2 separate regions of the Mus musculus genome follow, and region 1 is linked to region 2. Evidence: chromatin contacts called from public Hi-C data. All regions are on one chromosome and are shown on one strand. The core of a region is the stretch at or near the end of the contact, and the rest is flanking DNA. Distances in the headings are between cores, read along the strand shown. Region 1 overlaps Zfhx4 (zinc finger homeodomain 4). Region 2 overlaps Zfhx4 (zinc finger homeodomain 4).

What was found. A called contact is a pair of places that touch in the nucleus more often than the background predicts.
Region 1: a contact with region 2 is called in a Hi-C map of the N1E-115 cell line, with 2.7 times the contacts expected there. The contact joins two enhancer-like sites. A contact is called at or near these places in 1 of 15 datasets of contacts at CTCF or cohesin (the NIH/3T3 cell line), 1 of 484 Hi-C or Micro-C datasets (the N1E-115 cell line), 1 of 115 datasets of contacts at active chromatin or transcription factors (craniofacial prominence) and 3 of 9 other capture datasets (adipose tissue, liver and pancreatic islet).

Annotation. Positions count from the first base shown.
Region 1 is chr3:5,303,727-5,311,658 of GRCm38.p6, reverse strand. The region is part of intron 3 of Zfhx4 (zinc finger homeodomain 4); the gene reads right to left. Among named protein-coding and RNA genes, the nearest start is that of 2700069I18Rik, 87 kb to the right of the region's middle. Within about 2 kb of position 6,113, at least 1 of the 459 cell types and tissues checked has an H3K27ac peak or open chromatin away from gene starts, as enhancers often do. A contact at or near this core is called in the N1E-115 cell line, where this site is marked.
Region 2 is chr3:5,226,478-5,233,986 of GRCm38.p6, reverse strand. All of the region lies in intron 1 of Zfhx4 (zinc finger homeodomain 4), which reads right to left. Among named protein-coding and RNA genes, the nearest start is that of 2700069I18Rik, 9.4 kb to the right of the region's middle. Within about 2 kb of position 1,761, at least 7 of the 459 cell types and tissues checked have an H3K27ac peak or open chromatin away from gene starts, as enhancers often do. A contact at or near this core is called in the N1E-115 cell line, where this site is marked.

The sequences.
Region 1 (7,932 bases), core at 4,864-7,363, 73 kb before region 2:
TTTTATGTACTTTAAGCAAGTGAAGTTAATAGGATCCATCTGCAATGATATAATGCTAAACTGTGCATTGCTCTATGGCCACGTTTACACTAGATACTGCAACATGAACAATAATTAACAGAATTAAGTGTAATGAGGCATACATTTTAGGTAGTTATATAAATATTTATGGTTAGTATTTCTTGTAACTATTTTTTAAAATCTGATTGGTTTTCTTTTTCCCTGATTACACTGGTCACACACACTCCCAGTGATTTCCTTCAGCAGTGTGCTAAATATATTATTTTATGTGATGGATAACATTCATTGTCAACTTGAGATAATTTAGAATCATCCAAAAGACTACCTTTGAGCATATCTGTGAAGGTTTTTAAAGAAAGATTTAAAAGCAGGAAAACCCACCTTAGGGACAAAGATAGACACTACCACAGAGTAAAAGGTTGGAAAACAATTTTTCAAGCAAATGATCCCAGAAAACAAGCTGGAGTAGCCATTCTAATATTAAATAAAATCAACTTTCAACCAAAAGTTATCGAAAAAGATAAGGAAGGACACTTCATGCACATCAAATGAAAAATCTATGAAGATGAACTCTCAAATCTGAACATCTATGCTCCAAATGCAAGACCACCAACATTCATAAAAGAAACTTTACTAAAGCTCAAAGCACACATTGCACTCCACACAATAATAGTGGGAGACTTCAACATCCCACTTTCATCAATGGACAGATGATGGAAACAGAAACTAAACAGAGACACAGTGAAACTAATAGAAGTTATGAAACAAATGGATTTATTAGATATCTATAGAACATTTTATCCTAAAACAAAAAGATATACTTTCTTCTCAGCACTTCATGGTACGTTATCCAAAATTGACCATATAATAGGTGACAAAACAGGCCTCAACAGATACAAGAAGACTGAAATAATCCCACGCATCCTACCAGATCACCACTGACTAAGGCTAGTCTTCAATAACAGCATAAACAATTGAAAGCCCACATGCACATGGAAGCTGAACAACACTCTACTCAATGATAACTTGCTCAAGGACAAAATAAAGAAAGAAATTAAAGGCTTTTTAGAATTTAATGAAAATGAAGACATATCATACCAAAACGTAAAGGACATAATGAAAGCAGTGCTACAAGGAAAACTCATAGCTCTGAGTGCCTCCAAAAAGAAACTGGAGAGAGCTTATACTGGCAGTTTGACAGCATACCTGAAAGCAAAGAAGAAAGAGAAGGAGGAGGAGGAGGGGAAGGAAGGGGAAGGGGAAGGGGAAGGGGAAGGGGAAGGGGAAGGGGAAGAGAAAGCAGCAGCAGCAAATACACCCAAGAGGAGGAAATGGCTGGAAATAATCAAATGCAGGGCTGAAATCAACAAATAGTAACAAAAAGGTCTATAAAAAAAAATCAACAAAACCAGGAGTTTATTCTTTGAGAAAATCAACAAGACAGATAAACTCTTAGCCAGACTAACTAGAGGGCACAGAGACAATGTCCAAATTAATAAAATCAGAAATGAAAAGGGAGACATAACAACAAAATATATCTTAAAACATTTATTCTGTTGAATATTAACAGTTGAAAATATTAAAATCATGTTCTATCAAAAAAAAAAGAAAGAAAAGAAAAAAAGAAATTCAAATGGCTGCAAGCACCAGTGTCTCAGAAACACCAGCCATAAATTTCAAAGAGAAAAGACATCCATTCAAATTACCTGTCCCTGTGTTATTTGAATGCCATATAACAAATTCAAGTAAGTCTCTGAAACAGTATTAAATCCATTGGGAATGAGAAACAGAGATGGATGGAACTTGGAGGGCATATCCAAGGGCTTCAGGAACACCAGGCAGCATACCCATCTCTTCATTTATTTGGCTATAGAACAGGTGGGCACTGTCTCGATCAAGCTCAAAGTATGGGTGCTTTCTCACATATGGGACTTTGGGAATAGTGAAAGGCTTCTCAAATCTGTTTACTGTCCTTCCTTCTCACTGTGCTTTGCAATTCCTTCCTTTGTCTGAAAGGCAATGTGCAATGCATTCTCTGAAATGCATTCTCTAGACCCAGAACTGGATCAAGAAACATAGCTCTAGTGTCCTCTACTTATGCTCCTAGAAATAGGATCGAAGTGGAAAATCTTAGCAGCTATGTAGATACACAGCTGCTTTGAAGAAGCTGGTGCCACAAAAGAGCAGGGCATTTGCTTGAGTCTTGTTGGAGATAAGGAGACTTTCACCTTTAATGGCTATATAATTTTCTTCCTGGTTAAACCAGAGCTTGCACCTAGGGGCAATTTAATGTCTCCCTCAATTACAAGTATATATTTGTATTTAAGATCAACTGGTTCAAAAACAAATATGAAACAGAGAGAGAGAGAGAGAGAGAGAGAGAGAGAGAGAGAGAGAGAGAGAGAGAGAGAGAGAGAATAATGAGGTCAATCTCAGCATGATGATGCTTCCAGAAAAATGATTATAGCCCTTTCTCCTTACATAGTCTCCTTACATTCATTATTAGCTAGACTATTTGGTAAATGGCAACTGCTTTAATTCTACTGGAGAATGAAAATGCTTAAAAATGCATGTATAGGAAAGAATCTGTATACTGTGTAAGGCCTGGATTAAACACCAAGGAATACATAACTAGACTGACACCTCAAGGAAAGATTTCTAATCAACGGTCTTGCTCTTGGGGAAGATGACATTGGACAAACCTGGATCTTATAAATGGAAATTGAAATTGCATACACACACACACACATACACACAGAGTATTTCAAACACAAAATGTTTGATTTTGTTTATGTTTATATAAAAGATGTTTAAATTGGGTAACTCAAATAATTTTTGGTTGTAGCATAATTGAGGAAAACATACACATCTGTTTTTCTTTAATATTTTTAAATTCTTTCAATCTATAGGCTATATTCCTATTAATGTATTCGAATTTGTATATGTATCTTTGAAAGACTTGTTGCTTACAACTTACAAAATACTATTTACATATTTACATATTTCTATATTTGAATTTAAAAAGCTTCTGTGAAAATTCTGGAAGAAGATATTAATTTCTTTTTAAAGGCTAAATTTTTGGACTCAATATATTTTCCCAATTATCTCAATTGTAATTTTTAGTATTTGTTTTATTACCAAAAGTCCTTTTGTCTAATGGAGCAATAATTAGTGTATTATAAGTAAAAGTTTTTCTCTTCTGACTTCATACTTCCTATAATCTCCAAAAGGCTATCTATAAACCTTACATCATAACGGGTATAGTGGATCAGAAATTAGTCATACTTTCTTTGCAGCACCAGTGGGGATGGTGTCTTACTCATTCATGATGGTATCTATTAAACAAAATACACTTTTTAAAACATCACAATGTGTTTTTATTGAACTGCTGGCTGTCTTCCAGAAGAACAGACACATTCCAAGAAAGTATTTTGAGACTCTTGGTTTTATTTGTAAGTAATTTTTCTCGAAATGACCCTTCAATTTCTAGAGTGTTCAGTCCAAGAATACTCCAGCTAACTAGCCCCAACAGGACAGCTTCATTAAATACTCTCAAATGACCTTGTAACCTGATTCCCTTCCCACCTTGCCTTGATTTTTGACAGACAATAGTCAAAGCAAAGGCCTTTTGAGCTTCCTTTTGTTTGGAAATCAAGAGGCCAAATCTGTGAAACATCATCCCAAGAGCAGAGAACTAAAAAAAGATTTCAGCTTGAAATTACTGTTCTTTTGGTCATATTTTAAAACACAAGTCCTATTTCAAAAGTAGGTTTCATTGACAGTCATTCGAACATTAGCTATCTACACTCAAAAATTTAAACAGATTCATATAATGGCACAACACTAATACAAGGGAGAAATGAAAGAAAAAGAATATGTGATGAATTAATATGTTCATTTCACTTTGAAAAACTAAAGACATGACCATGTAGAGCAAATTTAGCATGGGTAAATCCATGCTTGTAATGGTGTTGCAGAAGCAACTCTCATTTCATGAGGAAGTTTTCTTTTGGTGTATAAAGAAATTTAAATAGTAATTAACTAGTAGCAAACTACAAACCAAATGGAAATATCAGATTTCCTAGATGTCCCTGATAACTGGATTCCTGGGGATTTCAATATTTAAAATATTATGATTAAAAGATCTTTTATTTATAAACAAACTTCCTCATAAGCCAAACAGGTTTAATCACTTCACATAAATGCTGTACAGAGTAATTGTAATTCATTCAAAAGACAGTTTTCTCCATGTAGGAACTGTCACACTCAAGTTGTCTGGAATACCTGACTCCCCAGTAATAAATGTCATTAGCAAGTGCCCATCACTGTGACCATCATCAGCAATTTCTCCATAGATTTCCAAACTACCCTAGGGTGAATACTTTCCTATTAAAACCTACAATATCCACCCAAGCTTCTTTTGGAAAGTCAATGGACTTTAACTTCCCTTGCTATTTTATGATTCAAAGATCCCCTCCAGCTACTCACAGGAGGGAACCCAGCTCCATGACACCTAACTTTCCAGCCCCTGACTCTGCCACAGCATTCATAAAGATTTTAATCTGATGGATGATTTGATGTGATTATATTTATGCCCAAAATAAAAACTTCACAGAGCTGAAGAGGAATTTGTGTGTTTGACCTTAGTTCTTAGGAGCAAGCCTGTCCTCAGCACAAAGTAAAACTTCAACCATAAAGGAGTAAGAAATGAATTCATTACATTCTTTGATATTCTTAGATACTGTTCTTTGGGTTTGTATATAGGTTTACTGTGATTTTGTGTGCATCCTTAAAATATCTAAGAAAAAAAATTGGACTAGTGAGTAGTGATGGCTCAGTGGGTAAAGTGCTTGTACTTTAAGCACTAAGTGCTTGTACTTTAAGCATAAGACCTAAAGTGCTTGTACTTTAAGCAAAAGAGCTAGAGTTTAGATCCTAGCACCCACAGTACCATGAGGCAAGAATGGCAGCCTATCTAACTATCAGCCCTGGAAAGCTGGAGACAGTATCCTGAGAGAAAATTTGCTGGTTAGACCCGCTGGATTTACAAGATCTAAGTTCAAGTGAGAGATTCTGCCTCAACATACAAGGGAGAGAGCAATTTAAAAAGATATCCAATGGTAACATCTGATTTCTGCATGTGTGTTCATGTGACACACACACACAGGCACATGGACAAAATCATGCACATGCACGCACATGCACATATACACATACATACTCATACACTTAGAAAAACTGTGGAGAAACAAAAATAAACAGTCATATTATGATGTCACTAAAAATAGCTTAACACACATGCTTAGGGTATCTCATCTAAAAGAATGATCATTGACATAAATTTGAAGTAAGGAGGTACTTTCAAATAATCATGGAAAATATTTGATTACTTCCTTCTATTCCCATTTATTCTACCCAAAACTCAGGTATATAAAATAAACTAAGCATTTATTCTTTTAGAAAACATTGAATAAGAACTTTTGTATTTTCATCTTGAATATATTAAAAATAAATTAATCAAAATTCAAAATGACCAAAAAAGTAAAATGTCAAAATATTATAATAAAATTGAACTATTCAAATGCACCACGAAAACAGAACATAGCTAGAATATCAGTCACCCCTTCTGATTTTCCAGATGGCTGCAGTTCCATCTCTTGGAATAATGGAGTGTTCACATGTTTGATAGTTAATTGTACTTGACTACTGTTTGGCATTCAACCAAATCTCTGTCCTGAAGGCAGATCATTTTGTTTAATGGCTCATCACCAAGACCTCACTAGCATGATGGCCTAGATCACAAAGATACTGTTAAAGTGAAAAGCTGAGACTTAGCTCATCCCAGCAGTAAGAAGTTCCACTTACTAAACAGATTACATAGGAAAAGGAAAGCAAATGAGTGATAGCAATCAGTAGTAGATTAAATCAAACATCAAAGGGGAGAGTATTTCTTTTATCCTTTTCACTTTTATTAAGAAATGATGTGCTACCTACTATAATTCTTCTTTTTAATACTGCAATTTAGCTTAAAACAATAGGAATGGCATCTGCAGAGGATAGACCATAAATAAGCTCAGTTTACAGTTTAAATTTGAATACAGAGTTTTAATAAATAGGCAACTATTTTCTCAATATAAACATACAGATTTTAAAAAGTATTTCAACCCTAAAAATTGCACCAGAGAACTTCTAAACCTGATAAACAGCTTCAGTGGAGTAGCTGATATAAAATTAACTCAAACAAATCAGTGGCCCTTCTCTACACAAAGGATAAACAGGCTGAGAAAGAAATTAGGGAAACAACACCCTTCACAATAGTCACAAATAATATAAAATACCTGGGTGTGACTCTAACTAAGGAAGTGAAAGATCTGTATGATAAGAACTTCAAGTCTCTGCTATGCCAGGGCCTAGCAAACACAGAAGTGGATGATCACAGTCAGCTATTGGATGGGTCACACGGCCCCCAATGGAGGAGCTAGAGAAATTACCCAAGGAGCTAAAGGGAACTGCAACCCTATAGGTGGAACAACAATATGAACTAACCAGTACCCGGGAGCTCTTGTCTTTAGCTGCATATGTATCAAAAGATGGCCTAGTCGGCCATCACTGCAAAGAGAGGCCCATTGGACTTGCAAACTTTATATGCCCCAGTACAGGGGAATGTCAGGGCCAAAAAGGGGGAGTGGGTGGGTAGGGGATTGGGGGGGGTGGGTATGGGGGACCTTTGGGATAGCATTCAAAATGTAAACGAGGAAAATACCTAATTAAAAAAAAAAAGAACTTCAAGTCTCTGAAGAAAGAAATCTATGAAGATCTCAGAAGATGGAAAGATCTCCCATGCTCATGAATTGGCAGGACTAATATAGTCAAAATGGCTATCTTGCCGAAAGGAGTCTACAGATTCAATGAAAATTCCAACTCAATTATTCACCAAGTTAGAAAGGGCAATGTGCAAATTCATATGGAATAACAAAAAACCTAGGATAGGAAAATCTATTCTCAAAAATAAAACAACCTCTGGGGAAATCACCAAGCCTGAACTCAAGCTATACTACAGAGCAATTGTGATAAAATCTGCATGGTACTGGTAAAGCTACAGACAGGTAGATCAATGGAATAGAACTGAAGACCCAGAAATGAACTCACACACCTATGGTCACTTGATCTTTGACAAGGGAGCTTAAACCATCCAGTGGAAAGAAGAGCATTTTCAACAAATGGTGCTGGGTCAACTGGCCCAATGGAGAATTGATCCATTCTTATCTCCTTGTACAAAGCTCAAGTCTAAGTGGATCAAAGATGTCCACATAAGACCAGAGACTCTGAAACTTAAAGAGGAGAAAGTGGGGGAAAGCATCAAAGATATGAGCACAGGGGAAAAATTCCTGAACATAACAGCAACGGCTTGTGCTGTAAGATTGAGAATCGACAAATGGGACCTCATAAAATTGCAAAGCTTCTGTAAGGCAAAAGACACTGTCAATAAGACAAAAAGGCCACCAACAGATTAGGAAAGGATCTCTACCAATCCTAAATGTGATAGGGAACTAATATCCAATATTTATAACGAACTCAAGAAGATGGACTCCAGAATATCAAATATACCTATTAAAAAATGATGGCCAGGCATGGTGTCACATACCTTTAATCCCAGCACTCGGGAGGCAGAGGCAGGTGGATTTTTGAGTTTGAGGACAGCCTGGTCTACAAAGTGAGTTCCAGGACAGCCAGGGCTATACAGAGAAACCCTGTCTCAAAAAAAAAAAAAAAAAATAGAGGTACAGACCTAAACAAAGAATTCTTAACTGAGAACATCCGAATGGCTGAGAAGGACCTGAAAAAATGTTCACCATCCTTAATTATCAGGAAAATGCAAATCAAAACAACCATGAGATTCCATCTCAGAAC
Region 2 (7,509 bases), core at 512-3,011:
GCATGTTCCCAGGATCATGTTGAAGAAATAATGTTATCTCAAATCTACAGTTTCTATTAAAATAAAATTGTTCTGCTTAAAAAGAAGCAATTTAAGATTAGTGTCCAAAGAACTAGAGATATAAAACTAACTGAATACTTTTCTGGCCCCAATTATTTTATACTTTTAGTAGAAAAGTATTAGCATGGCACAACTACAAGACATAAGGTTTGCAGGTTTATTTAGTGACTGGTGTATCTATTAGGGCTAAGGACAAGTGAAGCTGTCAGGACATAATGAAGGTAAATGATTAGTTAGCACCAAGGCTGAACTCTTCTTCAATGCAATAAGAGTTAATTAAAGTTTACCATTAAACATCAACCAAAGCAGAATGTTGATCAGGTTTCAGCATTAAGTGCAAACAGACAATAGTTGGTAGCAATTAGTGAGGCTATCAAATGACATGCAATGATAATTATACATTTAAAACAGCTAAAGAGCTAGGAGAGAAAGTAATCAGCCTTTGTGAAGACAAATAGTCAGAGGGCAGGAAACAGGTATCCGATTTTCTCACTTTAGCACTGTAAATCAATAGAATGAAACAAGAAGGGGTTGTCTAGATACATTAACTGAAAGAGAACAGCTAGGTGGATCCAAAATGGAATAAACCTGCTAATATTGGCCTATCAAGGATAAGAACTCAGGTACGGAAAGAAAATCTGTTACTTTTCAGTTAATGTTTCAGAATGAAGTCTGTGTAAAGAGAGTTTAGCATCTTGGTTTTACGTAAATTCAGCAAGGTAACAAGTATGGCATTGCCATAATTGTTATTGAAATTAAGTACTAAAGTCCACTGTAATGTGAAAAGCATTTCAAACCTGAATGTTACCTCTGTAGATGCAAATACTGTTTCTCTATGTAGGTTTTACATAGAAGCAAAAATTGAAACTTTTTTAATGCAGCTAAATTTAATGTCCAGATGTTGGGCATATATATTCATGTTCAGTATATGTACACATGTTTAGCATATGACAAGAAAATTTTACAATTAATACTATCTCAAACCTGTAGCTTCAGTTTGGCTTAAATCATTAATCCCCCACATGACATATACCTTGGAAATTCCATAGTTTCCCAGCTGCAGTCTAAAATGCATATTGAGAACTGTGTCCATTCTTACATTTCCTCCCCCATTTCACCAACTCGTTCTGTTATCCTCAGGATTTGTACATAGTGTTGTCTAATCCAAATCTTTCCCTGGAGCTAAATCCAAGCCATTGCTGGCTCCCAGTACAAAAATGTGTCTCTGCAAAGCCCTTTTGTTCCTTCTGTGCTCGTACACTCATTGGTCTTGACATCTTCACTCCAGTCATGACAAACAAGCTGATGCCTCTGATGTGACTGCACAGCTTTATCTACAGATACATCATTAACTCTCATCACCATCCTTAATATGGCTCTTCTAGGTTCCTGCAATGTATTGTGAAAGCTTGGAGAAAGAATTTGTGTGTGTGTGTGTGTGTGTGTGTGTGTGTGTGTGTAAATATGTGCTCCGTGTGTAATAAGAAACCAACTCCATTCAAAGAGAAAAGAGAAGTGAGTGTGAACTGGATTTGAAGTAGGGAAACTCTAGAGTAAACTGTAAGTCACCACTAAATCTCTGGCTACTGCACACGAGACAGGTCTTTTAAATGTATTTCCTGCACTCTCAACATGAGCATCTGAGTAGAGCATCATTTATGAAGTAATAGAAATGAAGCTCCTCAAATAAGTATGGCTAACCAGTGGGTGGGAAGCCTTGTTCTTCAGCCCTACTCCACGCTGATCCTAGTTTACTCTTACTCTCTTCCTGGTATGAATTCTCTGTTTACTTCAGTAGAGGGAAGGACTATCAAAGCCAGTTTTATTATGACATTGTCATATTTTATTAGAATTTTTAATCATTTTTTCCAATTATTATTCAATGTGAAACTCTTTAGGCTAATTGAATGTCAAACCTTTGATTTAGCATAACCACTTCTACCCCTCAAACTACAGACTGAGTAAGATCCAGGTGCAAGTTCTTGATGCATACACTCTAAGTCCATACAGTAGGTTCTTCTTCTAACTTCTTTTCTCAAATCCTCTGAGAACACACCGCCAATCTTATGCAATGCTGCCCTAACAGATCATAAGAAAGTCGGTTGGACTTTGAGGTAAAGTGGGGATCTCTCTTGGACCATGCAAGGAACTCTTATTCTTGTTCTTATTGGCATTTGCCCCCTGCTTAGAACAAGAACAAAGCCAAATGCTCATGTGAACTTTATGAATAAGTTAGAAGTGAGCCACTTTAAGTGCTATCCATGATTTCTTTGTTGACAGTGAATACTTGAACATTTTTCTGTGACAAAACCACTTCTAGAAAATTAGAATGATTCCTAAAGAAATTACTCCTTGCTTCTTTTAAAGAAGGAAATGTCCCACTCCACTTTTCTTGCAAATGTTTACCTTTTAGACTATTTGGGTCCTATCTCTACTTGACTGGCTTTATAAACCCATCCCAGTTCAATAAGAGCTATCAAAAGACATAAGACTGGGATCCCTTCAAACCAATGTTTTGTAGTGTGCAGATCAAACCATCTAACCAACAAGCCAACCAAGCATTTTAAACTAGAAAACACAAACAGACACAGAGAGAGAGAGGGGGGGGGGGCAAATGATTCTCATATTCAGAGCACAGAAGTTTTAGACAGAAGAGTGCTAAACCCCTCAATGTGAAAACTCATGGCAGGGCTCACATTCTTATGCCCCCCCCCCCACACACACACCCTGGATCACCTATCTACTCTGAATTATGTGCTCTTTCTCAGGAATTTCTATGGGCTCCAGTTTCCTTCTCAATTGAAAGGGGAATTGTGCCCTTCTGATGACAGCAATCTTAACATCTAAAACAAAAAGTCATTTATATTGCTCTGAAAGTTTTCTCTAAGGAATTTTCCAGAAAAGAAACAACCAATTTGAATTTGTGTACTTTTTCAGCACCTTGGTGAGACACATAGCAGAATCTGTTCGTATAATAAACTGAAGATTTCTGTGTGCTTTTAAGAACACTAATAAGTCACTCAGAATTGCTAATAATTTACCCATCAATGTGGATACAGTAGTGAAATAGATATGACCACTGCCTCCTTAAAGACTGCAATTTATTTGAATATCTCTCAAGCACATACAATCCAGGGCTAGTTATATTTCCATAAAAACAAACAATAATTTTGTTTATAAATGTGTATCAGAGTACAAGATTATTATGAGTTAAATTATTTTTAAAATTGTATCAAAAATAGATTCCAGTTTCTAGATGGTCCAAGAGATTGTATTTATGTATTTACTAACTTTTAGGCAAACGGTCATATTTGAAACTGGTTAATCCTCCATTAAATAATGCATTATTGTAAAAAATGCAAAATTCTGTGATTTGCCCTAAGAATTAATCCAATTGGATGCTAATAACTTATCTAGAAAATTTCCAAAGACGACTTAATGATTCTGTAGACATTTACATATATTTATACATGAATCTGGATTTTTTTCCTCCAGGCTTATAGGAATTTTGGTTAATAGGACACCATGGAATAGTATGACTTATATTCATTTCATGACATATCAAAATCTCTTAATAACAATATACAGAAAAATGTTTCCCTGGAAACACTTTGGAAGCACTCTGACTTACAGGCTCTCAAGCAGATTGAGTTCACTGAAAGACTGGAGCAAGCATTGTGGTCTCTTCTATTATTGTATTTAATGGACAACGAAGACCCTAGAATTCATGTGAATTCACCAAGGTCTGAATTATTTAAAAACTGCTTCTGCCCTAATTTGCTTCATAGAGAAATGAAAACACAGAAATGCATTAACTATCTAGGAGCTCTCATAGCTGAACCAATAATAATGGTGGAGTGGGAGCCACCTGCCAAGCTAGACCTGCTAAGGAAAACCTGCTGCCTCATCCTATCTCATCGCAGCAATGGGTTGCTCTATACACATTCTTGTAGATATACTTCATCAAACACTCACCATCTTAATATATTCAATCTAGAGCCTCGGTGACCACATATAGTGTCATTTCAAACTGATGTATTTTATAGTTCACAATACTCATATTCAGCAAATCTGGAGACACAGAATAGGAAAACAAACCTTCCAAAGACTTAAACACTTAGACAAGGTCACAGTCTAAATTAATCCAGGTAGCTTATAACTGACAAGATCTGTACCAGTCATTATGTTGCTAAGAAATTAAGTAGACTCTCATGTAAAATTTAAGTGGAAGTAAACAAACTTACTTAAAAGGAAAATGAGCCCAAAGTAAACAGAATGAAAGGGCGGGCGGGCTTGAATTATGTATGTTCTTTCTGTACACTATGGTGCCTTGAAAGCTTCACAGCCTTGTCCTCATCTAACTTACACAGAAAGGAAAGTTCCTGCTTGTTCACATCATGTTCATGATTATTTAAAATGCATTTTAAGTCACTGAGGTCATCAGTATTTTTATGAATCATAGAATCCTCTTGGCCATTTAGAGCACCTAGACTAACCTGTTATATAACACGGAAGTATGTGTAAGAGTTACAGAGCTGGGAAGCTGCCCAAATTCTGATTAGCCCCCTTCTGAAGCAGAAAGTACATTTTCTCAGAGAAAACATCCCTACTGGACTCCCTCCCAGATTTTTTTTTTTTTTTTTTTTTGCTTTCCTTTACAATACCCACAGTCTTGATTTTCATTAATACCACAATCCCTTTCCTGAACATACAAGAGTGAGTACGGATGATGAATGCTGAAATCCAGCTCTTCTCAACACACTTTTCTAGCATTCTGGCCATGTGGGTGACTTCTGGATTCAGTTCCAATTTTCAAAGGCTCTAGCTGAACTGAATGGACGGAAGGCTGTTTCATGACTCCAGCGTCTTTAGTATTCTTAGCAGTCTCAATAACTAACTTGCTTTTTTCTACCGTGTTTATTTTCATCAGTTCTTAGAAAATGAAGGAAATTTAGCTTGTGGGAGGAAAATTTCACAGTATCTAGGGAGCAAAACAAATCACTCATTTAGGTACAGGACAGGTGTGTGTGTGTGTGTGTGTGTGTGTGTGTGTGTGTGTGCATTCATGTGTGTGCATGCTTGCACTGTGAGTGGGCATGTGATCAAAGATTGAGCACAAATATATTTACTAAAACAAAACAAACAAAAAACCCTGTACTGACTGCTTTTGAGTGTCAACTTGACACAGGCTGGAGTTATCAGAGAGAAAGGAGCTTCAGTTGGGGAAATGCCTCCATGAGATCCAGCTGTAAGGCACTTTCTCAATTAGTGATCAAGGGTGAAGGGCCCTTGTGGGTGGTACCATCTCTGGGCTGGTAGTCTTGGGTTCTATAAGAGAGCAGGCTGAGCAAGCCAGGAGAAGCAAACCAGTAATGAAGGTCCCTCCATGGCGTCTGCATCAGCTCCTGCTTCATGCCCTGCTTGAGTTTCGGTCCTGACTTCCTTTGGTGATGAACAGCAGTTTGGAAGTGTAAGCTGAATAAACCCTTTCCTCCCCAACTTGCTTCTTGGTCATGATCTTTGTGCAGGAATAGAAACCCTGACTAAGACAAACCCCTCAGACATTTAATGGACTCAGAAATCTTAAGTATGAATTACATCATTCCTAAACTATTTGATTTCTTTAAGTGCTACAAATTTAAATGTAGAGAAATAATACAGGTTTCATGAAGGTATTCTATGAGGAAAGATGAAACTTAATATTTGTACTTGTTTGTGTTATTCTTTTGAATAGCCAAATTTTAAGATTCTCCAAAATCTTCCTGTTCAAAATTTTATTTGGTCTTTATTTTAAGAATACGAACAGATTGCACACAACAGAGTGTATGTTTTGGTATGTTAATGTTATTATAGCTACGAGTTTCCTTTCTTCTTAAAATGAAAGAACTTTATGGACAGTTAAAAATGCATACTTTTAACCCAAAAGTCAGTTTTCTCTGGTTTAGTAAATATTCATACCAAGTAGCAAGGACAAAATGGGGTCCATAAACCTTGTTTTTAGGGCTTGTGCTAGAATATATGCCACCCAGTTACCATCATCTGAATATGACCATGTCTCCTGGATAGCCAAGCGGCAGACATAAGCATCATGTTCCCCACACATAAACATGCTAGTAACCCAGCCTCCTGTCTGACTATCCATGCTTGCTTGGACCATTAGGGCATTCTGATATATACACTAACTCCAATTCTTAATATTTGTGTATTTATTTTTTTTAATCTCTAGAATGTTGAAGTGGATAATTATATTAGTGATGCCTCTTGCCAAACTTGACTTTAGTGTCAAAGCTATTTTTACATGTCATGCATACAACCAAAAATTCCTCCGTGGCAAGTATTTCATTTCACTCAAAACCCTTTGGGTAGAGGAGTGGAAAGCAGCCATTCCTGACCTGAGCATTGTATGCCAAATGGGAAACCATATCATATTTCCAAGGCAGCTTGTGAACCTCTGAAATGAGGGAATTAGCACAATATCAACTCCAACAAGATCTCAAGGAGCACAATAGTAATGCAAGAAAACAACGCAACTGAGTCCTCATTAAAAGCCCATTTGGTCTTGAGCCATTAAAGACCAGGAGTGAACTAAGATCTTGGTTATGTTGCCAGGGATAAGTAAAACAACTGCCAAGAGAAATTGTGCACTTTCAGTTCTCAAATGTGTCCATCTGTTCACATATAAACATATATTCTTCTCTGTCTGATTCTTAGAATCTTAAGAATACCCTAGGCTTTTGCCCATTTCTTAAGACTGCAGACATCACATACGTTACTATTAACCCATGCGAGATCCCCATCCAGGGTGGCTGGAATGGTGCCAGTCACAACACATGGTGCCTGCTTAACAATGTCTTAAAATATAAATGAATTTATTTTTTAAATTAACACGTTTTTCTTATGGAAATACTTTAATGAGCCCTTATTCGTGTAAAACATAACCTCCATGTGGATTTCGTTTTTGTTCTTTTAAGACTTTGTTTTCCAAGCATATCATAAAGTTAGTCATCAAAGTTTCTGAAACAACCCAGAATTTCTTGACAAATTTTTAAAAAGACTCCTGTAAAGACGTTGGGTGACTGTATAACAAAGATCAAACACTTTTCCTTTACAATTCACTGTACTCAAGAGGCAACCTGCACACTTGCATTTATAGAAGAACACTTGTCATTTCTCAAGTTTCCATATAACCTTTGTAACAGAGTCCCAGCAACTGAACCTAAAAGCTATGAGACAAATGGACGTTTTGCTGGCTAGCCCCAAAATGGCTAGGATGATATCTGGTGGAATCCTTCAGCTATGCGTTGGGGATTCCTTATTTGGATCATTTGTGGTGACCCCAATTTAGAACGAGCTTCTGTAAATTATATACAGTGATATAACACGCAGGCAAATAATGATCTTGCTGGCACTGATTTACATATATGCTAAAGAACCAGCTCTCATCTTCCA